Regions from separate parts of the Sus scrofa genome. Here region 2 is linked to region 1. The links are chromatin contacts, called in public HiChIP or PLAC-seq maps. All regions are on one chromosome and are shown on one strand. The core of a region is the stretch at or near the end of the contact, and the rest is flanking DNA. Distances in the headings are between cores, read along the strand shown.

Region 1 (4,905 bases), core at 629-3,128:
TAACACACCGCCCATCACTGACTCTTCTGCATTTGTGCCATTCACCTCCTATCATCCCTCTGTCCAGCAGCCTCAGCCCGGCTCTGTCCTGGGTTAGTTTTGGCTTCTCGTCAAAACACTGCCAATCAGATCATGTTCTGGAAGTGGCTACATCCACCTGGCTGAGGCTTGGGTATCACTCTTTGGCCAGAGAATCAAGTGCACCTGCCCAACTGCCCCGCCTCATCTTCGCAGTCTGTCACAAGTACGTGGCCTCTCTCGTACCCTTGGACATGTCACCACTCTCTCATGTGTGAAGCCCTTTCAGAGTAGCTGCCCTCTCACCCTAGGTTGGGTGAGATACCCTACCAATGTGCCCAGTCACCCTGGCCTATTCCTATATCACTCTAGGACACCGGAATGTGCCATGGAGACTGGAGGAGGTGTAGTGGCTGGGATGCGAGGCCCCACAGAAACCTGAAAGACAGATGGGGGCACCAGAAAGGGAGAAGAGAAGTGACTACTGAGCATCCCCTGATCCACACCCAGCACAGGAGCCAAGTGGACAGCAGAGCTGAGGGAACAAGGTAAAAATACATTCCAGGCGGGAGGTGAAATGTTGTGGATGATGGGGCTCCAGACATGCTGCTTCCTTGGCTCTTCCCATATTCTTTGCCCGGCCAGCTCCTCCTTGTGCTTTAGGTCTCAAGTGAACTGTTCCCTCCCCAGCAGAAGACCTTTCCACAACCATGTGAGCATATCAACAATGAAGAGGCAGCAGATATATCAGAATGATAGCAATACAAGGTATGAGCTGACCGTCTCAGTTCTAACTCATAGTTCTCTGGGCACCTTCTCTATGCCAGACTTGGTCTAACATATTTGATGCTGTGGCACCAAAGTGATGCTCAAAGACATCTACTTCTGGGGTACTCATTGCCGGTCAGCTTCAACTGGTCGCTAGTCAGTCACAACTACATAAGGTAACTGGCATGCTCAGTATGTTAAGATTTGTTCTGGGTTGCAACCCCTGAAAAAACGCCCAGCATAGCGCTTACCTGTTGGCCTGGCTGTCCACTTCCAGGAGCTGCTCAGGTTTTCTGGAGCTGCTCTGCTGCTCTGGGGTGCTGGGATCTGCAGGCTGCTGGGTGGGCACAGCTGGGTTTCCCTGGCCATCTCTTAGGGCTCCGGGCCTCCCTTGCCAGGCCTCCTCTCCCTCCTTGGTGACCACGTTCTTCTCACAACCAGCCAAGTCGCTGTGGAAGAACCAGCACCCTTATGGAGCGAGTGCCGTGGGACCAGCCCTGGCTCACCTACTGCAAACTGATACCTGCTTCCGAGGCCTTGGCAGGTTCCTCTCCCAGATGAGGTGGGAGGGGTTGCCAAAGAGGAGTCCACTACGGCCCCCACCTGTGGGACAGTTCCTCTCCTTGTCAGCAGTACCGACAAGAACACATAATGACTTCCAGGAGGTTTTAACACAATCTTCTCCTCGACTGAAACAGTGACATGTCCTTCCCCTGCGTCCTGCTGCCATATCTCCTTTCTTCTAACCTTCCAAGGCGCAGTTCATCTGTCCTCCCTAAAAAGTACCAAGCCACCCTGTCTGTTCCCCAGGCCACAGTGCTCAGAGGGGTCCTGCACGAAAGCCCAGCAGGAGCCCAGCTCTCTGGGAAAGGGTCTCTTACCCCAGCTTCCTTGGCGGACTGGGTGGGGACCGCCTGAAGCGGAGGAGAATGTTCGGCTTCCGACATTCTCAATCGGGCTGTTGACCCTACAAGGCGCGGGGGGGGAGGGGGGAAAGGCCTTGAAAACCCGGACTCCTGACCAAGCCAGGCTAGGGCTGCCCAACCCATTTGTGATCCTCGCGCGCCATCTGCTGGCCTGCACGGGCCAGGCCGAGAATAAGCTCTGCCTAAGCCTAATTTGCTCACAGCAGCCATTTTCTTTATTGACCGTCCCATTTCCCAGCGGTCATTGCGACCCGAGCTCGCCGCTGCGGGAAATGGCGGCCCGCGCAGCCGCACTCGTGTGGGACGCAAGCGCACGTGAGTCCTGGGCACCCACGCACAGGCGCAGAAGTATTGCTGTGGCTGCTTTGTTTATTGCAGTCTTTTTTATTGCGAAGTAGTTGACCTTACGAGGCATAGCACTTTCATTCTTTTTTGAAAACAGAAGAAAAGTCTAGGGTGAGGGTCCTTTGCAGTTCATAAAAAGCACTCAGGATGTACTTTTGACAACCTACCCGCCCCCCAGCCGCCATTCGCGCAGCTCAATCTCATGGCATAGCTACCGCTACACTTCCTATCACTAAGTCTTCCGAGGGAAATGGAGTAGCAGCGGAAGCCAGGGCTCATCACTTAAGGGACCCGTTTAAAGCAAAAAAAAAAAAAAAAAAAAAAAAAAAAAAAAAAAAGTCTTTTCAAACTTCAAACACCCCATCCCCCATCCTGAAGCTTCTCTTCCCCCTGCAACAGGCAAGCTCGGGCAACAAGCCAAGCTGTGTGCACTAGCTCTTCTCATTTCTTCATTCCTTTCTCCCTGTCAACTCTCCACGGAAGCTAATATATTGCTTAGCAATATCCCAAAATATCTGTGCTGAAGGACCTCTCTGTCCCTAGTGTCTAGGACCAATATCTGCCTCCAGGTAGATGAGCTTTGGAGACACCCCAATTGGCTGTTTGGTTTCTGCTTCGTGCCTCACCCAAAATTTAGTCTACAATCACCATAAGATTATATATCAGGGCAAAAAAAAAAATTGTACAGTAGAAAGCGTAGGCTTCATGTTGACCAGGTAACCGCAACTGGTCCCATCTGCCAGAAACACAATTCTGATAAAAATATAAAGTGTGGCAAAGAGGAGCACCAATTTTATATAAACCAATGAGTTTTGTATTTGTGTTTATACCTGACTCATGGCTGAAGATTTAGAATTAAACCCTAAGATCTCTGTTCAAGTCTGTCTCCATGTTTATGTACAGATGTATATTATGTATGTGTAAAATTTTTTACCTCAGGATAGGATTACCAACTTAACTTAAAAAATCCCTTATCCTCTACTTCAACGGACTTAGACATAAAATCACTTCTTATCTGGAGGACTGGTATACTTCCTAGCTCTTCTCCCTACCTGCACCCTGCCCACTTCCAGTCCATTCTTTTCATCACCATCACAGAGAGAACTCTAAAGTACAAATCTGACCATATCAATGCACTGCTTAAAACTTTTCCAATATTTCCCATTGTGGCTCAGTGGTAACAAACCAGACTAGTATCCATGAGGATGCAGGTTAAATCCCTAGCCTTTCTCAGTGAGTTAAGGATCCAGTATTGCTGTGAGCTTTGGTGTAGGTTGCAGATGCAGCTCAGCTCTGGCGAGGCTGTGGCTGTGGCAATGTCCACTGATGGATAAATGGATAAACACAATGTAGTATGTCCAGATTATGAAATATTATTCAATCTTAAAAAAGAATAAAATTCTGGTGCATGTTACAACATGGATGAACCATCAAGATATTATGCTAATCGAAAGATGCCAGTTACAAAAAGACAAATACTGCACGGTTCCACTTATATGAAGTTGTTGTTTCATGTGGACAGGGTTCGGCTTTCGCAAGGTAGAAACAGTTCTGGAGATTGGTTGCACAACACTGTGAACATACTTAATGCCACTAAAGTGCACACTTAAAAATGGTTAGGATGGTAATTTTTATGTTATACGTATTTTAAAATTTAAAAACAGGAGTTCCCATCGTGGCGCAGTGGTTAACGAATCCGACTGGGAACCATGAGGTTGCGGGTTCGGTCCCTGCCCTTGCTCAGTGGGTTAACGATCCGGCGTTGCCGCGAGCTGTGGTGTAGGTTGCAGACGCGGCTTGGATCCTGCGTTGCTGTGGCTCTGGTGTAGGCCTGTGGCTACAGCTCTGATCCCACCCCTAGCCTGGGAACCTCCATATGCCGCGGGAGTGGACCAAGAAATGGCAAAAATAAAATAAAATAAAATAAAATAAAAAAAATAAAATAAAAACAAATTTCCTTACCTCCTCTTTATCCTCAGGAGAAAGTCCAAGTCCTTATTATGGCATAAGGGTCTGACCCTGCCCATCTATGCTTGTGATAATGTAGTTTTTGTCCTTTATTACACTGATACAGTGTGTGGTGTGTTGGTGTCTCTGAGAGCACCCTCAGGTTCAGTGATTTGCTAGAACTCCCAGGACTCAGCACATAGTCCTCCTCTGGTTAAGATTTATTACCATAAAAGGATAGCAAGCAAAATCAGCAAAAGGAAAGTGCAGTGTTTTCATCCATAGCCCAAGGTTTTTATTAGAAGCTGGTCAGGTAAGTGCTTTCTGCCTAAAATGTACCCAAATTCCCAAATCCCAGAAGACAAGCAGAGATTCACCATAAAACACATCATTTGTACAAGTAATCTAGGCCATCAGCCTCGTCATGAATCATTTAGGGGGAGGTTCCTATCTCTGTAGAGAACTGTTCACTCTTTCAAGTTCCAAGAGACCAGCCAAGGGCCCAGCTTGCAAGCAGGCCTTAATAAGGAGAGCAGTCTCAGGCCTGCTAGGTTAACCCCTGTCTGGACACCATCTGCCCAACATCAACTCCTCCACCGCCTTCTGTCCATAAACTACAGCCACATCAAACCAAACAGTTCTCCTTACTGTCAACTCTCTAAGCACAGGAGATTCCCTTACTCCTGGACCCTTCTTTCATACCCTCAAAAACTTCAAGATGAACATCCACTGTCACCTCTCCTGTCGTGATTCCATGAGGCCTGCCAAGTCACATGCTTCTTCTAATATGCTGCCATCTCACTTTATCAGGGATAGAGGGTATGGACAAAGTCTTATTTGTCTGTATGCCCTACACTTAGCACATGGTTTGACACTAGCTAATCACTAAGTAAAATTTGGT
Region 2 (4,905 bases), core at 714-3,213, 690 kb before region 1:
ACTGCCGTTTGCCACAGGTGTGGCCTTAAAAAGAAAAAAAAAAGAGTACACCAACTCACAGGCGCCCATTTACACAGACATTTTTTTTTTTTGTCTTTGTTTTTGTCTCTTCAAGGGCCGCACCCGCAGCATATGGAGGTTCCCAGGCTAGGGGTCTATTTGGAGCTGCAGCTGCTGGCCTCCGCCACAGCACCGCCAGATCCAAGTTGCATCTTCGACCTACACCGTGGCTCACGGCAACGCCGGATCCTTAACCCACGGAGCGAGGCCAGGGATCGACCCCTCGTCCTCATGGATCCTAGTCCGGTTTGTTACCACTGAGCCAGGATGGGGACTCCAAGGACGACATTTTGATAGGGGACTTCAATATCGTTGATTTCTTCCTTGGGCCTTCTGAGAAGGGCTTCTGCTCAAGTCTCTTATCTGGAAAGGAAAGAGAAGGGCCTAGACCAGGGGTCTGAGGTCTATACTGGAGTGTCGGGAAGGAACTGGAGAAGCCTCCACGGGATAGGTGCCCGGTGGGATGTGGGCAGGAGAGAAGGGAGTCCCAGGGCATCAACAGAGCTGTGGGGCAGGGGCAGGCTTCGGGTGGCTCCAGGGGAGGGGGAGTGTGTTTGAGACCTGTGGTGTGCAGGGCCGGAGTCAGATGTCATTGCTACATGCCCACCATCTCATCTCCCTGGAAGACAGGCCTGAAGATTAGGCCTCGGAGGAGCAGGGAACCAGGACCTCCTAGGGAGTAACTTGTTATAAAGTTACACGAGGGTTGGGCGCTTCCATCATCAATGTTTTCTTTGTTTCTTTTTCTTCTTTTTTTTTTTTTTTTTTTTTTTTTTTTGCATTTTAGGGCCAAGGAAGTTCCCAGACAAGGGATCGAATCAGAGCTACAGCTGCCAGCCTACACCACAGCCACAGCAATGCGAGATCTGAGCCGCATCTGCCAATTAACCCACTGAGCAAGGCCAGGGATAGAACCTGCATCCTCATGGTTACTAGTTGGGTTCGGGTTCATAAACCGCTGAGCCATGAAAGGAATTCCTGTTTCCTTCTTTTAAATCAGTTATTATTGAAGTACAATTTATATACTCTAAAACGTATCCATTGTAAGCATTTAGTTCACTGAGACATGACAATGTGTATATCTGTCACCACCAGCGCAATCATGATAGAGAATTTCTTATTCCAACTTGCAAGGTTTCATCTCACAGCCTGTGGCCTCTTTCCCAAGCAGTGTTATCTAGGTGCAGACTCCCACCCACCTGCAAAAAAAGGAAAAGGAAAAGCCCTCGCATTCACCTTTGTCCGGGACTCACTTAGGAGCACTGATTGTGGAGCGGTTTAGTGGGGACAGGGAACGCCCCTTCCCCAGGGCCTGTGGCGTCGGGGCGGCTCCTGCAGGCACCACCTGTCACTTCCTCCTTGTTGCAGTTTCGTGATCCCGAGTACGGGGAATGGTTTGGCTACCTGAACCGAGAGGGGAAGGTTGCCCTCACTATCAAGGGGGGTCCCTTTAAAGGTGAGTGGGAGATACGGCAGGGCTTCAGGGGCTCGGAGCGCTCGGCTGCCCCTGGCCCTCCCAACCCGCCGTCCTGCCTCTGCGCAGGCTGCTTCCACGTGCCGCGGTGCCTTGCCATGTGCGAAGAGATGCTGAGCGCCCTGCTGAGCCGCCTCGCCTAGGCTCTACGGCGCCCGGTCCTCGCCCGCTGACCCCGCCCGCCGAAGCGCAGAATAAAGCTGAGCCTGCACCATAGCCCGTGTGCGAGAGTCTCTGGGTCTCGGGAAGGGAGAGACCGCCGCGCTGGCCAGAGGGCACCTGCTCACCAGGACAGTGACCCGCCCCGCGCGCTGGGCCCGCCCACCCTGCCAACAAGGCCCGGGGCCCGCCAGGTCATTGGCCCGACCAGACCCCGCCTCGTCACGCCCCGCGGGGAGGCCCCGCCCCGCCCTTGGCCCACCCTGCGCATTGGCCAAGCGGCCGAGAGGGCGGGCCCGCGGCGCGCACTTCCGGCCGGTGGCCGGGCCCGGTGCGCACCGCCCCTTCCGCCACCGCCCCCGCGATCCCGGACCCAGCTCCAGTCCCAGCCGTGCCCTGGCAGCTCCGGCGACGCTCCGGAGCGCGGCGACAGCTGACTGCGCGTTCACGACCCGCTGGGAGCCACGAGCCCCGCCGCCGTTATGAACATCCGCAATGCGAGGGTGAGGGGCCGGGGCCGGAGGCTGTCCGCGCCGCGTGGGAGCGGGGCCCGGTGGCCGCGTGCGCATGCTCCCCAGGGGCCCAGCCGAGCCCCGGGCCAGTCGCTCTGCGCGCCAGCGGCCGACCGGCGCGGCACAGTGAAGGCCACTAAGCCGGTGGGACTGGACCTACGCGAATAGGAGGCCAGGGGCGCAGGGCCGGGGCTTGCAAACCCGTTCTTTCCGGGACGTCGGGGCGCAGCTGGATGGTGTCTGGGAGCTTCCTGGCGCTCACGTTCATTCCTGGAACAGTCAGTTTTTGCGCAGTGGCTGTGAGCCAGGCCTGTGCAGAGACAGATAGTCACGGCGCCCGCCCAGCCCGGTGGGGTGGGGGGGTGAGTAGACAGCCAGCAGAGTTGTAACAGGTCTGAGGCCTACTTAGTCACCACAGCCCCTGGCCTGACCGCATTCCGCTGCCCTCCTCCCCCGCAGCCAGAGGACCTGATGAACATGCAGCACTGCAACCTCCTGTGCCTGCCGGAGAACTACCAGATGAAATATTACTTCTACCACGGCCTTTCCTGGCCCCAGGTGGGCAGCTTTTGCATTTAGGGATGGCGGAAACCAGACCAAGGAAATTCCAGCCTGGGTCAGTTTGGGAGGGGCAGGCAAGGTCGTCAAGACCCTAGCGGGGCGAAGGGGTGAACAGGCCCTGAGTGTCTGCGGGTGGGGGGGGGGGGGAGAGGTGCCTGAAGAGGGCGGAGGAACAGGGCCAAGGTAGGGATCCCCTCTGTGCCTGTCCACCCCTTCTGGGTTAGGGACCAGGGCACAGTGTGGTGCGGGAAAACCAAGCCACTTGGGCCAGAGCTCAGGAACTGTCACTGAGCTCCCCGCCTGTGCTTGGCTGCCGTCTGTCACACACACGGTAAGAGGCAGGCGGTCGGGCCAGGTGTCCGCCAAGGGCGCCTCCGGCTCTGACAGGCGTTTGTTTTCTGCCTTCTCTTTGCTGTCACCCAGCTCTCTTACATCGCCGAGGATGAGAATGGGAAGATTGTGGGGTACGTCCTGGCCAAAATGTGAGTCACCAAAGGATGGAGAGAGAAGCCTGGCGCCTGACCTGGGCCGGGGAGAGGGGGGAGCACCAACTCGGGATGCTGTGCCTGGGGTGGGCTGGTTGGTTGGTTTCTAGTTCAGTTGTGGCTTTACAAGCAACTGAGGGGCGAGTCCAGGGTTCCCATGTGACCTCTCCCCTCTTCTCTAGTCTCCTATCCTTGACATCTTGCGGGACATTTGTTACAGGTGGTGAGGCGACATTGCTACATTGAAGTCCACAGTCTCTGCCTTCTGCCCTCTGTGGACAGATGGCTCCCAGCACCTGTGCCCCTACTGTAGTGTCAGGCCCAGCAGTGTCACTGCCCTGAAAGTCCCTGTGCTCCTCACAGCCGTCTCTTCCTCCCTCCAGCCCTGGTGGCCACTGATCTCTTTCCTCTCTCCACAGTTTTGCTTTTCCCAGGCCATATGTTTAGAACCCGTGTGTAGCCTTTTCAAACCACCTTTCACTTTAGTCATGTGCGTTGAAGTTTCTTCCACCTGCTTCCATGGCTTGAGAGCTCCTTTCTTTTTTTGGGGGGGGGGCTGGCCTGTGGCAGGTGGAAGTTCCCAGGCAAGGGATCAAACCCTTGCCACAGCAGCGACCCGAGCCGCTGCAGGGACAGTGCCAGTTCCTAACACGCTGCGCCACAAGGGAACTCCAGAGAGCTCTTTTCTTGTTAGCCTTGAACGATACTCCATCGACCCTGCATGTCTTTTGGCTGCTGCCTGGGGTTCTGAGAGTCCTGGCTCCCGCCCCCTGGGGCTGGGACGTCTGAGGTTCTTCACTAACCCCTTCTTCCTGCGCTAGGGAAGAGGACCCTGACGACGTGCCCCACGGCCACATCACCTCATTGGTGCGTAGGGCCCCCCCCCCCGCCGGGCTCTGGGGGGAGTGGGAGTTAGTGGGAGCAGCCCTCGAGGCCCACCTTTCTCCCACCAGGCAGTGAAGCGTTCCCACCGGCGCCTCGGCCTGGCTCAGAAGCTGATGGACCAGGCCTCCCGAGCCATGATTGAGAACTTCAACGCCAAATACGTCTCGCTGCATGTCCGGAAGAGGTGGAAGCCAGGGGAAGGGGAAGGGGGGCGGGGAGAGGGACTGTCTTGATGTGGGTCCTGGGGTGCCTTCCTTGGCTTTTGGAGAAGGTCGGGAAGTGGGATGGGTGGGGCGGGGTGGGGGGGGGACGGGACTCAGTGGGGGCAGGACCTGGATGAGCCGTCCCTGCCCACAGCTGAGTCTGTGGGGCTCAGCAGTGCCTTGTTCCCCTGCAGTAACCGGGCCGCCTTGCACCTCTACTCCAACACCCTCAACTTTCAGTAAGTAGATCCGGATATTCCCGAGGGACTGCGATGGGCCCAGGTCTGGCTTATCCAGGTGGCGGGATGGGCTGAGCTGCCTTCGGGGCAGGGGGGTGGGATAGCTGGAGTTTGCCAACACAGGGAGGGGGCCGGGGACTCCCCACCTTGCCCGGACACCTCCTCCGCTCTCAGGGGCAAGGGCACCCGCCTGCTGCCGCCTGCTCGAGGCCTGATGTGATTCCAGGGGATGTTTGGTGTTTCTTGCTGGGCCGGGAGAAGACTGCCTGATGCTGGCGGGGGCCTGGTGGAGGGCGGCAGTAGAGACAAGGGCCCAGGACAGGAGCA

What was found. HiChIP or PLAC-seq counts read pairs in DNA pulled down with a chosen protein or histone mark.
Region 2: an H3K27ac HiChIP or PLAC-seq map of alveolar macrophages shows a contact between it and region 1. The contact joins the promoter of NAA10 here to the enhancer-like site in region 1. A contact is called at or near these places in 1 of 5 promoter capture datasets (liver), 5 of 47 Hi-C or Micro-C datasets (embryonic fibroblasts, liver, mesenteric adipose tissue and 2 more) and 1 of 2 datasets of contacts at active chromatin or transcription factors (alveolar macrophages).

What each region holds. Positions count from the first base shown.
Region 1 is chrX:123,974,579-123,979,483 of Sscrofa11.1, reverse strand. ZNF185 (zinc finger protein 185) reads right to left here. Exons shown (of 22, transcript XM_021079960.1): 18 at 1,038-1,235. Among named protein-coding and RNA genes, the nearest start is that of PNMA5, 22 kb to the left of the region's middle. Within about 2 kb of position 1,878, at least 27 of the 83 cell types and tissues checked have an H3K27ac peak or open chromatin away from gene starts, as enhancers often do. A contact at or near this core is called in alveolar macrophages, embryonic fibroblasts, liver and 1 more, where this site is marked.
Region 2 is chrX:124,659,802-124,664,706 of Sscrofa11.1, reverse strand. NAA10 (N-alpha-acetyltransferase 10) reads left to right here and starts at 1,963. Exons shown (of 8, transcript XM_013986517.2): 1 at 1,963-2,196; 2 at 2,665-2,763; 3 at 3,190-3,248; 4 at 4,073-4,118; 5 at 4,205-4,320; 6 at 4,534-4,578. The coding sequence starts at 2,176. It overlaps RENBP (renin binding protein), which reads left to right. Exons shown (of 11, transcript NM_213900.1): 10 at 1,429-1,516; 11 at 1,604-1,750. The coding sequence ends at 1,677.